3 separate regions of the Sus scrofa genome follow, and all the other regions are linked to region 1. A link is a contact called in public HiChIP or PLAC-seq and promoter capture Hi-C data. All regions are on one chromosome and are shown on one strand. The core of a region is the stretch at or near the end of the contact, and the rest is flanking DNA. Distances in the headings are between cores, read along the strand shown.

Evidence for each region. Promoter capture Hi-C pulls out the DNA fragments that hold promoters and counts their contacts. HiChIP or PLAC-seq counts read pairs in DNA pulled down with a chosen protein or histone mark.
Region 2: a promoter capture Hi-C map of liver shows a contact between it and region 1, with 7 times the contacts expected there. The contact joins the promoter of COG6 here to the promoter of VPS36 in region 1. A contact is called at or near these places in 1 of 5 promoter capture datasets (liver) and 2 of 2 datasets of contacts at active chromatin or transcription factors (alveolar macrophages and skeletal muscle).
Region 3: an H3K27ac HiChIP or PLAC-seq map of alveolar macrophages shows a contact between it and region 1. The contact joins the enhancer-like site here to the promoter of VPS36 in region 1. A contact is called at or near these places in 7 of 47 Hi-C or Micro-C datasets (epiblast stem cells, fetal skeletal muscle, mesenteric adipose tissue and 2 more) and 1 of 2 datasets of contacts at active chromatin or transcription factors (alveolar macrophages).

What each region holds. Positions count from the first base shown.
Region 1 is chr11:15,732,582-15,737,626 of Sscrofa11.1, reverse strand. VPS36 (vacuolar protein-sorting-associated protein 36) reads left to right here and starts at 2,158. Exons shown (of 13, transcript XM_005668376.3): 1 at 2,158-2,335. The coding sequence starts at 2,240.
Region 2 is chr11:14,573,822-14,578,866 of Sscrofa11.1, reverse strand. COG6 (conserved oligomeric Golgi complex subunit 6) reads right to left here and starts at 2,663. Exons shown (of 22, transcript XR_002336515.1): 1 at 2,413-2,663. LHFP (lipoma HMGIC fusion partner) reads left to right here and starts at 2,737. Exons shown (of 6, transcript XM_005668367.3): 1 at 2,737-3,068; 2 at 3,160-3,269.
Region 3 is chr11:14,612,198-14,617,242 of Sscrofa11.1, reverse strand. The region is part of intron 12 of COG6 (conserved oligomeric Golgi complex subunit 6); the gene reads right to left. Among named protein-coding and RNA genes, the nearest start is that of COG6, 39 kb to the right of the region's middle. Within about 2 kb of position 3,037, at least 4 of the 83 cell types and tissues checked have an H3K27ac peak or open chromatin away from gene starts, as enhancers often do. A contact at or near this core is called in alveolar macrophages, where this site is marked.

The DNA.
Region 1 (5,045 bases), core at 909-3,408:
GGAATGAAAAAATACAGAGAAAAAGGAAAAGAGTTGAGCAAAACAAAATAATAATAGTTTAGCCATTCAACAAAGTCAAAGACCTTTAGTTCTTACTCAAGAACTACAGATTAAATTCCGAGCCACGTCCTTGAAGCCATTGCAGGTGCCGAAGGCGGAAGACGTCAAAGGTATGCTGCCTGCAAGCGCGTAGACCCCAGACCGGTTGGAACCAGAAGGTCGATGACGCTGACTCCCAATGACCTCACCATCCACCCGTCAGGAAAAGGTCCATGAGCTGCTAATGCCCTGTTTTTGAACACTCTAAGACCCCTCATCGTCCCCTCCAAGGAGGGCGCCGTCCTTGCCTGCTGCTGTGTCCCCTCTCTGCCTGGCAATTAGAGCTACTTTTCCTCTTTCTTTCAACTCTGTCTCCGCGTTTCTCTTTGGCATCGGTGTACAGAGATTTCAGCCACAGCGATCAAGGCCCTCTTGTGCCCCTCACGCTTCACTCCCCTCTCTTAGCTTTGCTTCCTCATCTGGGAAACCTGCAACAGTCCAGAGAATCTTCGCAGGTTGCCACCACAGAAATCAGTGTCTGGACCCACATTCTCTGCTCTCCTCTGATTAGAAAGCTCTCTGACCCTCTCCGGTGCGCTCTTCTTTCACTCAGCGAGGTCCCTCCATCAAATCCCCCACCAATCACTTATCAGGTTTTTGACTTCGATCACTGCTCTCAGCAGTCACACATATTATTTGTTCCGCCTTAAAAACCAACCAACCAACCAACCAACCAACCAAACTCTCTGGCAATCTCACTTCCCCTTCTGCTTCTGGGCAAAGAAACCAACACATAAAAACCAAACCAACCAAATTCTTCCAAAGGCTCGTCTAGTTCCCTGCCTGTAAGTCCTCTCCTCTTTTTCTCTTTTAAAAAAATCACTCCACGAAGATGGTCTTCCACCACCCCACTGGACCCACTCCTGCCAAGGCCACCAAACATCCACAGGGTAAAAGCAGTGATCAGTCCCCTGACCCACCCGTCCTTCCGCCTGTACCCTCTTTCCACTTGGTTTCCAGGATTCCACACCCTCCTGCTGTCGCCCAACCTCCCCAGCAGCTCCACCTCCTTTTCTGCACCCTTTCCTCCCCTGACCTGTGTTACTTTGGTCTCAATGAATTGTCCCATGTTCCTGAGCAATTTTGTACAGTGTGAGCTGTTAGCTTCAGGGAGATGATTTCCTTTGGATTAAAAGATAATCAAAGAATAACAGATATTCAGAAATAGCCTCATCCACACACACACACAAAGGAAACAAGAATAAACAGTTGAGTGGTAAAAAAATTTACAGAAGGGATAACACTCAATGTAGTCAAAGCGACTTGGCCTGGGTAAAGACTGACTTGCTGGTGGCAGCACATCCTAGCTAAATAAGTCCCCAGTATGTAGCAGGGTCTCTTTAAAGCTGTAATTCTACTTTGGGAAGACACTTTAAGAAAATAATCCTAAAGGGGAAAATGCATTTCAGTTGCAGAAGTACAAATATAGGTGCTTCATTTATAATGTAAAATATCTAAAGAAATGAAAGGGACAGCAGCAAGAGGCCCAGCAGATGGGAGTAGCACTCAGGGACCAGTTTGTGGGGACCAACCCACAGGTAAATTTTAAGACATCTACACACTGAATATTATCTGGAGTAAATTCATGAGGTCTATGTTAATGCAAGTGTTTAAATAAAGATGATTTTAATGGGAAAAAAGAGGAGAGCACAAAATAAGTACTTATACACTGACTGAAGCTATGTGAAAAGAATTCAGGTCATAAATATTCATTAGGGAAAAAAGTCATCATTTACAGCTTTGAATGAATATGACAGCATGCTGGGCACTGAGAAGGAAATGGCACAAATATGCAGGAATAATGCACAATAAGGAGGTCCAGGCTGCAATCTGGGCTCCCTCGAAGTCCTTTGTAAGATCTGGGTTTGTGCCCCATCTGGACAAAGGATGGGGTGGAAGTTCCCCCCGGGCCATTGGCGGATGTACCACCAGAGGGCGCGCCAAGCTTGTCTCCAGGTCTCCGGGCGCCCTCCCGCCCCCCGGCGGCGCGCGCTCCCCAGGGCGGCCGGGCTGGACCTCTCCCTCCCTGCCGGCCTCCTCTCCGCCTGCCGCCAGAGGGCGCCGCAGGCTGCCCGGCGCTCGGCTGGCCGCCCCGGAGCGCCAGCGCGGGAGTGAGGCGGGGGCCGGCCAGGCGGCGGCCATGGACCGCTTCGTGTGGACCAGCGGCCTCCTGGAGATCAACGAGACCCTGGTGATCCAGCAGCGCGGGGTGCGCATCTACGACGGCGAGGAGAAGGTAGGGAGGCGGCCCGGGTCGCTCCCCGGCCCCCGGCTCGACTCTCGGCGCCGCCCCCGCCCGCCGGAGCCCGTCCGGCGCTCGGCTCGGCCCGACTTTGGAACGGCTCCCGGGGACGCGGTGGGTGGCGGCCCCTCCGGCCCGGGAGAGACTCCTTCGGGCCGCTCGGAGGGCGCGGGCCGAGCGCGGCGCGGTCTGGGAACCCGGATTCAGCGCCCCGATCGCGGCGGACGGGCGGCGGGCAGGCCGGTTCCGCCCTCGTCGGGAGGCCCCGGGTCCTGCGCTCGCGAACCGGGCGTGGCTTCGGCGCTGGGACCTGGGGGCGCCCGGGGGACTCCCGGCTGTCGCGGCCGGAGCGTCTGGGGGACGGCTTTGGAAGGACCTCGAAAGGAGGTGTCAGCCTCTCCTTGGGACGCCTTGGCCAAAGGCTCTGCGGGTTTTTTTGGGGGGAGGGGGTGACCTAAGAAAAGGGTTTTGATGATTTGCTTTGTACAGCGATGTAGTAGGCCATGCCTGGTCACCCGAGCTTAAACCTTAGGAGATCTGTTTGCAAACTGAGAGGGAAAAATACTGTGTAAGACATTCCCTGGAGACTTCTCTCAAACTGCAAACTGTCATCCTGTTCTGGGGAAATGTATAAGCTGGAATTAGGAAAAAAAAATTTAAAAACCCGTTTCCTCCCCAGCGTTTTTCGTTTGCACAAGTTTTCCCTGCACCCTCTACTTCCTTGCAGTTTCGTTAGAGGAACTTCCTGTTGTACTTTTGCATGGGTTCCTGGACTCAGCTTTTCCTGATCATGCTTTGCAGAAGCTGGAGGCCTCCTGCCTTGAAGGTAGCAGAGGGCCTGGGTCACAACCTTCCTTCGGAGGCAAGGCTGACGGGACCGAGGGCCCAAGGTTCTCTGCCTCTTGGAGGGCATTGTTTCATATTTCCATTTTGGAGTCAAAGTCTTTTCCTTAAATCATTTCGTTGGCCTCAACTCTGTTTACTGCTTCAGTCCTTTCATTAATTTGATCTTGTATTGGGCTGGCATCTTTTGGTTGGAGCAACAAGCTAAAGGTTTTTGGGTTTTCAAACCGAGGTTACACCTTTGGAACTCTTGTCGTAAATGGGAAACAAATCAACCCCCCTCCCCAGCCCTGGCCCTCGGGGAGCTGGAGGTTTTCCCCACCCGCCCAACTGTAATTCTGGACATTGGCAGGTTGGTCTTCAGAGACTCCCCAAGCCTCTCCCTGCTGGCAAGTCAGGCTTTTGCAGAGCCACAGGCTCTGCCCTTTTCTGGAATTCCAGTATGCAAATTAGAATACCTTGGCTGGCACAGAATTTAACTGTGGTATCTTCAAAACCAATAAAAAAAACAAAATCGTTTGTACCTTTGTATGAAAAACCATTGTTGAACCAGCACATTCTATTTTTTCTTTTACTTTTTTTTGCTTCTTGTTTTAGCAGACAAGTAGATATATGTATCAGAGGATTAAGAAAATGTCATGGGGAAAACTTAGTTGATCTAGTTAAGAATTTTTTTTATAACCATTTTTTAAACTTGAAGTATAGGTAGTTTACAACGTTGTGTTAGTTTCAGGTCTACAGCAAAGTGATTCAGTTGTACATACACATGTGTAAAGATAGATGTGTATTCTTTTTCAGATTTTTTTCTATTATAGGTTGTTATAAGATATCGAATATAGTTCCCTGTGCTATACTGTAGGACCTGGTTGTCAGTCAGAAATTCCTAACTGTTCCGGAAGCTGGGGCTGGTGAGGGAGGGCCTAGGTGTCTTGAAATCAGGCAGGCTGCCCAGCACTGTGGTCCCCGGGCTGGATCTGCTCAGTCATCTGCAGAGCTGCTCCCAGTGGGACTGAGGGCCAGACTGATTCCCGTGGAAAGTCTTGTGTCCTGGCTTCCTCTCTCTGCTGGAGGGCAGCCAGACCTCACGTGGTCTGAGGACTCTCTCTCGGAAGCTGAGCTGGTTCCCTTTCAGCATCTTTCATTGGCTCCCTTCTCTAACTTCTCAGCTTTGCACCCAGTACGTTCCCCAGGCCCGTGTGCACAGGGCTGTCTAAGAGGCCATTGGATGCTGCCTACTCACCCTTGTATCTTTCTGGCTCATCCTGGGTGTGAAATACATTAAAAGAGAACAAAACCAGAGTATGTACTATGTGCCAGGAGCTTTATGTAATTTAATCCCCTCCATGGCATTTGAGGTGAGTATTTTCCTGAATGAGAAAAGAATTCTCTGAGAAGACATGACTTGGCTAAAAGCCACTGAGTTAGTTATCAGGAGAGCCTGGAGTTAACTACTCATCAGACTCCCAAAGCCTGTGCTTTATTCCCATGCTGCAGCGCTTCAAAAATACAGCAGTCACCAGTGCCAGGTCCTTTATGTGTGTTCTACATACGCTTATGTAATAGTGTAGCCGCCAAGGATGAGAACACTGAAACGCCCAGTAGGGGGTTGAGAACACTGCGACCTGTCCAAGGTCACACGATTAGTAATGGGTGGAGCAAGACTGGACCCGGCTTTTCCCACCACCCGAGTGCCTCTTGCTTGTTTATACAGGCACGGTTTTCACGGGCCCCTCTTATAACCAGATAATGTGTTGTTTTCCTAAGCGGTGTAGACAGGTCATTTGTTTCAATTCCCAGAAGCTTTTGTAGCCTCGGTTAATTTAAAAGCTAATTTGAGAAGGTTAGTAGTGTGTAATGTGGC
Region 2 (5,045 bases), core at 1,414-3,913, 1.2 Mb after region 1:
AATATGCTTTATACATTTAAAAGTTTATTCCAACCTTGGGAGGAGAATGGATGCTAGAGGAGGGCAAGGAAGGAAACAGATAGGAAGAAACTAAAATAATCCAAGCAAGATGTGACAGGGGCGAAGAACAAGATGGTAGCATTGTATATAAAAACAAGAGGACATTTCCAAAAAACTGTTTGTTTTTTTGTGAGATAGCGCCTATAGGATTTTTTAATGGACTGGATGTGGGAAAAAAAAAAAAAAAGACAGGAATAAAAAATTACTTGTATGCGTCTTCCTTGAAGGGTAAGTTGTGATGTTCTTTCTAACGGGGAGCAGAACCAGTTTGGAGAAAAATCAGGAATTCTAGCCATGTTAAAACATCATTACGATGTTGATCATGTATCCAAACAAAGGTGTCAAATAGACAAATGATTGTACAAATCTAGAGTTTAGTAAAGATGTCAAGAACAAGGTTCATAAATTAGAGAAGCATCATGCTTTTCACTATTTAAAAACAGAGTGAGTTCTCTTCGTGGCTCAGCAGTTAACGAACCCGACTAGGAGCCATGAAGTTGCAGGTTCCATCCCTGGCCTCGCTCACTGGGTTAAGGGTCCGGTGTTGCTGCGAGCTGTGGTGTAGGTTGCAGATGCGGCTTGGATCCCGTGGTGTTGTGGCTCTGGTGTAGGCCGGCGGCTACAGCTCTGATTGAACGCCTAGCCTGGGAACCTCCACATGCCGTGGGTATGGCCCTAAAAAGACCAAAAAAAAAAAGAGTAAGAGTTCTTCTACAGAGAGAATATGGACAGAGGAGAGGAGGCAGAGTTCCAAGCCCATGATATCTAATAGCACCCTAAATCCTACAGACAGAAATTCCTACACCTGAACCATGTATGTTCCAAGAGGCTGACCTTTCCATTTTTTGGTTATAATGATATTTTAGGATACTGGACTGACAAAAAGCTATTTAAATTCAGTTTAATATGTGAGAGTAAAAATATCCTTAACTATCAATATTTACTGTAAAACAAAGCTGTTTCTTTTGAATACAGGCTTGAAATGTCCTAGGGCCTGGCCCAAAGGAGTAGTCAGTCAGTAAATGCTGAATGAACAAAATCACAAAGATTAGGGGCAAATTACAGCTCACCACTTACCCAGTATGTCACTTAAGCTAGTAACATTCTCTCCACACCTTATTTTTCTCATTGGGTAAAAAGGCGATAATATTAATTTATCAGAGTAGATGTAGTAAATGAAATAGTCCATGTCAATATTAGATACTTTAAACCCTTAAGAAATTGTATAATATTAGCATTTAATAAGAATTAACATTTCATAAGGAAAAACTGCTGGGGCCCTGTGCTAAGCAGTCTCTCCCTGAACCCTCACAACAACCCTGAGAAAGTTATTAGCAGTATTCCCAATTTAGAATTTTAACATCAGCTTAGAGAAGGGGCTTAAACCATAATGCACCAATTTGGTGGTTTAGAGCCAATAATCCGTGGCCCCAGAGCCTACCTTTCTTAGCTCATTATATTGTTATTTTTTTAACACAAAAATTCTTATTGACAGGTTACTGTCAGTTACCTACAAATTCATCTTTAGAACTCTCACTTCTACATATATATTTTTATTTTAACCACAACGGCATGACAATATACCTAGGGACTCAGTGATACAGAAGAGATAAGCAGCTACTAGTGGAGATGGGAAGTCCGCTCTAAGTTTCAGAAGGTACTTGGAAGAGGATGCGGGAGGTTTATCTTGTAAAGAAATACAGCACAAGCCCACACGTCAGTTAGTGCTTGGCTAACAACAAAATTAGTATTGTTTCCTTTGAACCATCAACAGGTGGTAGCCCTTTCGCGCTGTAAATTGTTAGTGCTTGGCCAACAACAAAAACTAGTATTGTTTCCTTTGAACCATAAGCAGGTGGTAGCCCTGTCGCTCTGTAAATTGTTAGATGTTTTCACCTGTCAATGGAAAAGCTCAGTGATGCTTAGCCTTGGCCTTCGTTCCTCCGAAGGCCCCCCTTCGTCCTGCCTTATCTTGCATTTTCCTCTTTTGCCCGTTTCTTCTTCTGCGCCCCCAGGGGGGTGTCTCCTCTCTCCCTCCCTGCTCAGAACCCCCGAACACCTGCGGAAGCAGGGCGCCTCCACCGTTTACCTTCCGGATCCAGAGTCATCGAGGAAAGAACCGTTTTAAATAAATAGGGAGCAATACCCAGAAAACCTCTTCGCTTTTCCAGGGGCTCCTCGGCCTACCCTTTCTTACCCGCCCCATGCCGGCACGACAGCGGGTCCCGAGGGCCTGGGGTCCCCTCGGCGGTGGGGACAAGGGACAAGCTAGAGGGTGTCGGACAGACGCCGCCCCCAGTCCCTCCGACCCGCGAACGACGCGGGACCTTCGGCCCTGCCGGCTGCGGTTACCTTGTCGTTGTCCAGCCGCGTGTCCAGGATCTTACGCAGCTTCCGCGACAGCGGGTTGTTGGTCTGCGCCGAGGTCCCACTGGCCCCATTACTGAAGCCGTTGGCAGCCCCGGTCACGGGCACTGCGACTACTTCCCCGCTACCCTCAGCCATAGCGCCGCGCGTCCCGCCCCCTCCTCGGCGCCGGCCACCTCAGCCCCGGTGCGCGACGCGCCAGCAGCCGCGCATCGCGCATGCGCCTACCTACCGCGCATGCGCCCTGGGAAGGTTCTGCCCTGACCACTCCTGTTGAGCGGAGCTGCTGGGGGCGGTAGAAATTGGTGGAAGGAAGAGAAGGGGCGGGGCAGGACTCTCGGAGCAAGAGGGGACGAGACTAACGCGCGACTTTGCAAAATAGATTAAACTTCAGGGCAAATTTATAGAGTTTGGAGATTCCAGTTTACGGGATTAAAAGGGCATGTGGAATCCTGAATCTTTGAAAGTTCGTGCTAGGCAGAAGTGAAACACACGGAGCCCTGTGTCTCACAAATACGTTCGGTAAAAGTTATTTCCAGTTAAGATCACTTTAGAATACTATGCAACTGTTATCTGCTGTGAAGGAGATTTAAATGAGGCTGTGGAAAGAATTCCAAAATCTAGTATGTGAAAAAAGCAAGGTGCGTTATAGTGTATATAATGTGAAACACTTGTGTGATTGTGTGAAAAAGAGAAATGTGTAAATTTAGGCTTTTTTTTTTTTTTTTCCAGGATGGCATTCCTGTGGAAAGGAGGTTTCCATTTTTCATTTGGTACCTTTCCAAGCGGCCTGAAATTTTCTAATCTTCGTGTGTTGCTGAATATGTGAACAGGTTAATAAGGTAGGCCCGCAACCTTAAATTATTCCCCACCTTTCCGTGTTTATTTGCACTTCTCTGAATTTGCATTTGTAAACAAAATAATCTGAAACTTGGAATGATATGTAGGAGTGCGAAGACAGGGACATTATGGTAAAATTTAAATATATTTAAAGCAATTTTTATGTTTTTTAATGTTAATTTATTTTATAATGCTAACTATAAATTATAAGTTAAAGCCGTAAAAATCAGGATTTTCAACAGTTCAAATCAATATTTTCCAACAGTTAAAAATAATTATTCAGGTAAGCCTCATCAGAGACCTAAGTTTTAAATATGTGTATATTTTTATATGGGTGTGTATATATATAATATTTATATATAACAATTCGTATTGAAGATAAAGGTTTTCTTTTAGTGAAAATGTGAATGCTAGTTATGTGTGTTGAGCTCCTTAATATACTAAAACACTTAGGCTATGAACACCTTGTCCTTAGAGGATGGGGAGTGTCAGCTCTGCCCCTTTTACTTTATTTGTGACTATATTGTTAGTATTATCTTCAATTTGTGGGTTCTCTGAAGGAATCTTTTTAGGCCATTTGCCATTTTGTGAGGCTGTTTATTTAAAGTTAGATGACATAATCTATAAATCCTCCCTACCTCCCCCCCCCCCCCCCCCCCCCCCCCCCGGTGTACAAACTCAAGCATTGAAAACAAGCAAAAAAAGATGACTCCCTCCCAATCCCAGCGTCATGGTACACCCAATCTCCCCCTCAGGATGCCACCCATACTGTATGTGTGATCTGTGACCTAGAAATATGAATAGTGAGAGAACCAGAGTCAACCAGTAGAGTGCATTTCCATAATGCATCACATTACAAATGAAAGTGCCACCCGGTTGCGTTCTCTGACATCCATCCTGAGATTTATGGCCCACTTTGGAGCAAACTAGTATAGAGCATCAGATCCACAGGTCTGTCTCTGGCTTTCAGGTGCTCTTTATTTTCATCCCAGCCTGATAAATGCATCCTTGGAGTTCCCGTCGTGGCGCAGTGGTTAACGAATCCGACCAGGAACCATGAGGTTTCGGGTTCGGTCCCTGGCCTTGCTCAGTGGGTTGACGATCTGGCCTTGCTGTGAGCTGTGGTGTAGGTTGGAGACGCGGCTCGGATCCCGCGTTGCAGTGGCTCTGGCGTAGGCCGGTGGCTACAGCTCCGATTCAACCCCTAGCCTGGGAACCTCCACATGCCGCGGGAGCAGCCCAAGAAATAGCAAAAAGACAAAAAAAAAAAAAAAAAAGAAATGCATCCTTATATTTTATTCTCAGTGTCTCCCTGTACTTAGCTTATGCTGCACTGCAAGAATTTTAATTCCCTGTTTCTAAACATGCCCAGTGTTTTCATCACCATCATGCACATGGCCTCCCTTCTGCCCCAAAAAGTCTCTGCATTTTATGTCTGTATCCCCACCTACCAGCTGTCTGCTTCATGAAACCTGCTTCCATTTGGGTATCATTCTTTTCACCTCCTCTGGACAAAGGTTCGTAGAACTTAAAGGTTCTCTTTGGCGCTTGAATTAGAAATAATTATATGCGTATATTATCTTTTTTATGTGCAGGCTGTAAACGCCTTAAGGAGAGGTTCTGGGTTGCATTAATTTTTCTATTCCTGACAATTATTTTGCAAAATTTTGGCACATAGTAGGCCCTTCATTCAGAAGCAAAGCGATACTGTAAAGCAATATGGGCTGGGAATCAGAGAGACCTAAGGCATGGACTAAGGATTCTCATTTTTGTGAAAA
Region 3 (5,045 bases), core at 1,788-4,287, 1.1 Mb after region 1:
AATGCAAACTAACATTTGTTTGAAATAACTCTAATAAATTTTCTATTGTGCATATTTTTATTTACATTTAAACAACATTTTAACTGAAAACATTGTTTTTGTTTGTTGTTCCTGGCAGAATAATCTGCAAGAAATAATGTAAAACTCTAAGTATTCACCTAAAAAAAGCACTTATCAAACTTTAACATGCATTTGAATGACTTGAGAATCTGGTTAAAATGCATATTCTGATATAGTAGGTCTGGGGTAGGGCCTCAGACTCTTAATTTTAGCTAAACTAATAAACTCCTAGGTGATGCCCAAGCTGCTGGTCCAGGTACTACAATCTGAACAGTAGAAAGACATTTTAAACAGTAACCTTATCCTAGAATTTAAGTCAAAATTTAAATGAATATTTAGGTTTGTTTTTTCAGAGAGCTGGACAAATCCATCTCACCTACTAATTTGATAAAGGTTTCATTTATGGCATACCATTCCTTTCAAATTAGAACTGTAGTATCACTACAGAGAAAAAGAATTTTAGACAATGTCTTTCTAGCTAAAATTGATATGACATTGTATCTTTTGTATTATAGATACAGAGTCCCTTTAGACTCTGCTGGATTCTCGGTTATGAATGTTTCAAGAGAGCCTGATAAGGAAGGGAGTACACGCACTTGAGCACTCAAGTGCTTCCAATTGCTTTGTTATGAAAAAGGTACATCATTCAATAAAATGATGTCCTTGAAGTTTCTTTTTTTCATAATAGATAAAAGAATTAGTTCCCAAATATGTCTTTTTAAAAGCACAGAAGGAATCACGGAAAGAGTTCATCTCTGGCTATACCTGTATTTTAAAATCTATTCTTCCTAACAAATCTACACAAAGACCTCAGAACATTAAAATTCTATTATCAAAAATTTCTACTTGGGTGCTTTGATAATGAAGAACATTCTGCAGTAAGTGTTGTTTTCCTCATAAGGCTAGAATCTTCTTAGAAGAGATGAATGATTTACAAGAGGCAGAATAAGAAAAAGATACCATGCAAAATATGAAAACATTAAAATTTGGCAAAGGGAAGATAATTTTTTTTTTATCTTTGTCAACTGCCCCCACGGCATATGGGAGTTCCCAAGCGAGGGATCGAATCCAAGCCTCAGCTGCAACCTACGCCACAGCTGTGGCAACTCCAGATCCTTAACCCATTGCACTGGGCCAGGGATCGAACCCGCCACAGAAACAAGCCAGATTATTAACCCAATGTGCCACAGCAGGAACCCTGGGAAGATAATTCTTGAAAGAAAACTGAACAGTTGTATATATAAGCAACACATATGCTGTAAATGTTATGATATTGCAATCCCTAATGTTAAAATATCCCTAAATATCACCCAATTCATATCTAAGAAAAACATTTTAGGGCATAATTATTGATAGCAAGGACAACAATAATAATAGCCAAAACCTATTCATTGCTATAAACTCACATAGGCTGTAGTATTAATTAGTATTTAATACATTCAAATTACAGTTCTTTCTTCCCCTCTTATTCCGTTCTAGGTTCAACTAGAAAATGCCATGCTTAAAACTTATCTTTTGTAAGCCATTATATTTTCTTATTTTCTTACAACTTTCATTTTAACTTTATAGGGAAAAAACTGTATAAGAACCTACTAGGTTTTTCTGAGTGAAAATAAAATAAAATAAATGGATAGCTATTTCGGATAAATAAATTAAGATTTTTCCTTCCCAGCATGAACAAAAATAAACTTTAAGTACATTAAATATTTGATATCAAAGTGAAATGACAGGAGTTCTCCTGTGGTACAACAGCTTAAAGATCTGGCATTGTCACTGCAGTAGCTTGGGTTGCTACGGTGGTGCAGATTTGATCCTTGGCCATGGGAACCTCCACATGCCACTAGCCTCCACTAAAAAAAAAAGTGAATCTACACAAAGACCTCAGAACGCATATTTAAATGAATTTATTAAATAATCTAACATTTTCCCACTGACAGATGCTAACTTTAGCATATCTTAAATTCTGAACATATTTTCTTATTGTTGAAAAGTTTTTGAAGTATGGCATGCTCTCAAAGGAGAAATAATAAAGAAAAAAAGTTAGATATTACTACATAAACATGAAAGGCGGTACGTAAGAAAATACTACAGGCAAAATTAAAAGGTAAAAGATGACGCGGAGAAGGGATTTGTAATACACTCATAATGCATTAAAAAAAAAAAGTCAGAAAATAAGATATAACCTAGTAGGAAAATGGCAAAGGACATGAAAAAATAATTCTCAAACAGCCAATAAACATATTTTTAAAGGCTCATTTTTGCTAGAAGCACCACAATCTATATTGGAAAAAAACCAATCATGGTGCTTTGTGCTAATCATATTGGCAAAGACATTTTAAAATGCTTATTATTCAACTCGGAGAAATTTGGCCATTCTAATAGGAGCTAGTATGGTAGATCTGAGAACAGAGGTGAAAGGAAACTAACCATGAGGGGCTGTGCGTGGACGTGCAGGACTCCCAGACACCACAGAGGCGTCGTAGATGTTGGAGACCGCGCCTTAGTGGCTCTAGACCTCATTTCCCTTAGCAGTGAACAACAATCACAGCATAAAAGAGAAATTAAAAACTCAAATTAATCCGGGGTGGTTTTGCATAGTGAGTGTAATAGCAAGATGATGACAGACCACGGGTGAGAAGCAAATGAAGTGAACCAGTCATTCATGTAACTGGTATTTACTGAGTCCCCTGTGAGCTGGCATTCAGGAAATGAAAGCATTTTGAAGTGCACAGGGTGGGGGTACTAAATACCGTCACAATGCTGTGCAAGCAGGATCCACCACAATTCTTTTCATCTTGAACACCGCAGCTCTGCAGCCACACAATAGAAACGCCCCATCCCTCCACTTCCCAGTCCTGACGACCACCCTTTTTCCTGTCTTCCTCTGCCATTTGGACTCTTCTAAGTACCTTGTGAGGTGGAGTCATACAGTATTCGTCATTTTGCGATTGGCTTATTTTGTAATAGCCTCAAGGTTCATTCATACTGTAGCGTATGTCAGAATTTCCTTCCTCTTTAAGGCTGAGTAACTTTCCACCTTACATATATACCACATTTTGTTTATCCATTAATCCTTCGAGGGACAATGGGCTGCTTCCACATTTCAGCCATTGTGAATAACGCTGCTTCAAACAAAGCTGTACAAATATGTCCTTGAGGTCCTGCTTTCAGTTCTTTCAGATATACACCCAGAAGGAGAATAGCTCGGTCATAATTTTACCCTTAAAATTTTGAGGAATCATCATACTTCTCCACAGCAACTGTAATATTGTACAATCCCAGCAACAGTGCACAAGGGTTCCAATTTCTCCACGTTCTTCCCAACATTTGCCATTTTCTGCTGTTTTCATACTAGCCAACCTAATGGGCGTCTTATTACAATTGTGATTTGCACCTTCCTAATGAGAAGTGATGTTGATCATCTTTTCACGTGCTTATCCGCCGTTTCTGCATCTTCTTTGAAGAAATAACCTATTCGAGCTTTGTCCATTTTTTTAATCAAGCCAGAAGTTTTTGTTAAGTTTAAAAGTTCTCTATGTATTCTTGACATTAATCTCTTATTAGATATGTGACTTGCAAATATTTTCTCCCATTCTGCATGTTGCCTTTTTACTCCACTGATGGCATCTTTTAATCACAAAATCTTTTAATTTTGATCAAATCCAATTTGTCTACTTTTTCTTTCCTTTTTTTTTTTTTTTTTTTTTTTTGTCTTTTTGCCATTTCTTGGGCCGCTCCTGCGGCATATGGAGGTTCCCAGGCTAGGGGTCTAATCAGAGCTGGAGCTACCAGCCTACACCAGAGCCACAGCCATGCGGGATCTGAGCCGCGTCTGCAACCCACACCACAGCTCACGGCAACACCGAATCCTTAACCCACTGAGCAAGGCCAGGGATCGAGCCCGCAACCTCATGGTTCCTAGTCGGATTCGTTAACCACTGCGCCATGACAGGAACTCCTACTTTTTCATTTATCATTTGTGCTTTTGGTGTCATATCCAAGAAATTACTAGATCCAACATTGCGAAGCTTCTGTCCTAGGTTTTAAGAGTTTGATAACTTACATTTACATTCAGGCCTCTGATCCATTTTGAGCTGGTTTTTACATGAAGTGTTAGATAATGATCCAACTTCATCCTTTGCATATGGATATCCAGTTTTCCTAGCACCATTTGTTGAGGAAGACTGTCCTTTCCCTTCTGAATGGTCTTGAAACTCTTGTGAAAAATCATCTGACCATACATGCAAGGGTTTATTCCTGGGCTGTCTATTCTACCCCATTGCTCTCTAGTCTGTCTTTATTCCAGTGCCAACTGTTTACCATGCGGTGTAGTAAGTATGAAATCAGGAATTTCAGTCCTCCAAGCTTTCTTCTTTGCCATGATTGTTTTAGCTATTTAGGTGAACTCAGGGATGCAAAAACTGACCAGGTACTCTGGATTGGATTGCTACTGACTGTTCCACACTATACTAAGAACCTTTGTCTAATACAACAAAGTGAGTAGATAGAGCAGCCTAATTTTTAAAAAAAATTTAAAAAGTCAGAATGGTGACTGTGATACATCCTTGAAAAACCTGCATCCTTAATAATCAAACAAAACTAAAGAAGGATTTGATTACTGTAAACCCATTCTTAAACGTCCTGTCAAGTTACTGCTGAACAACCTACTGTTCATTTTCACAAACATTAGCTCTCGGAATTCCCCGTCGTGGCACAGCAGAAATGAATCCGACTAGGAACCGTGAGGTTGTGGGTTTGATCCCTGGCCTCGCTCAGTGGGTTAAGGATCTGGCATTGCTGTAAGCTGTGGTGTAGGTCACAGACGTGGCTTGGATCCTGCGTTGCTGTGGCTCCGATTTGATCCCTAGCCTGGGAATCTCCATATGCCGCAGGTGGGGCCCCAAAAAGCCATCAAAAAAATATATTCGCTCTCATAGGACTCTTTCAGGCCTTTGTTGTTATTTAGTTTTTGATTTCTTGTTTGT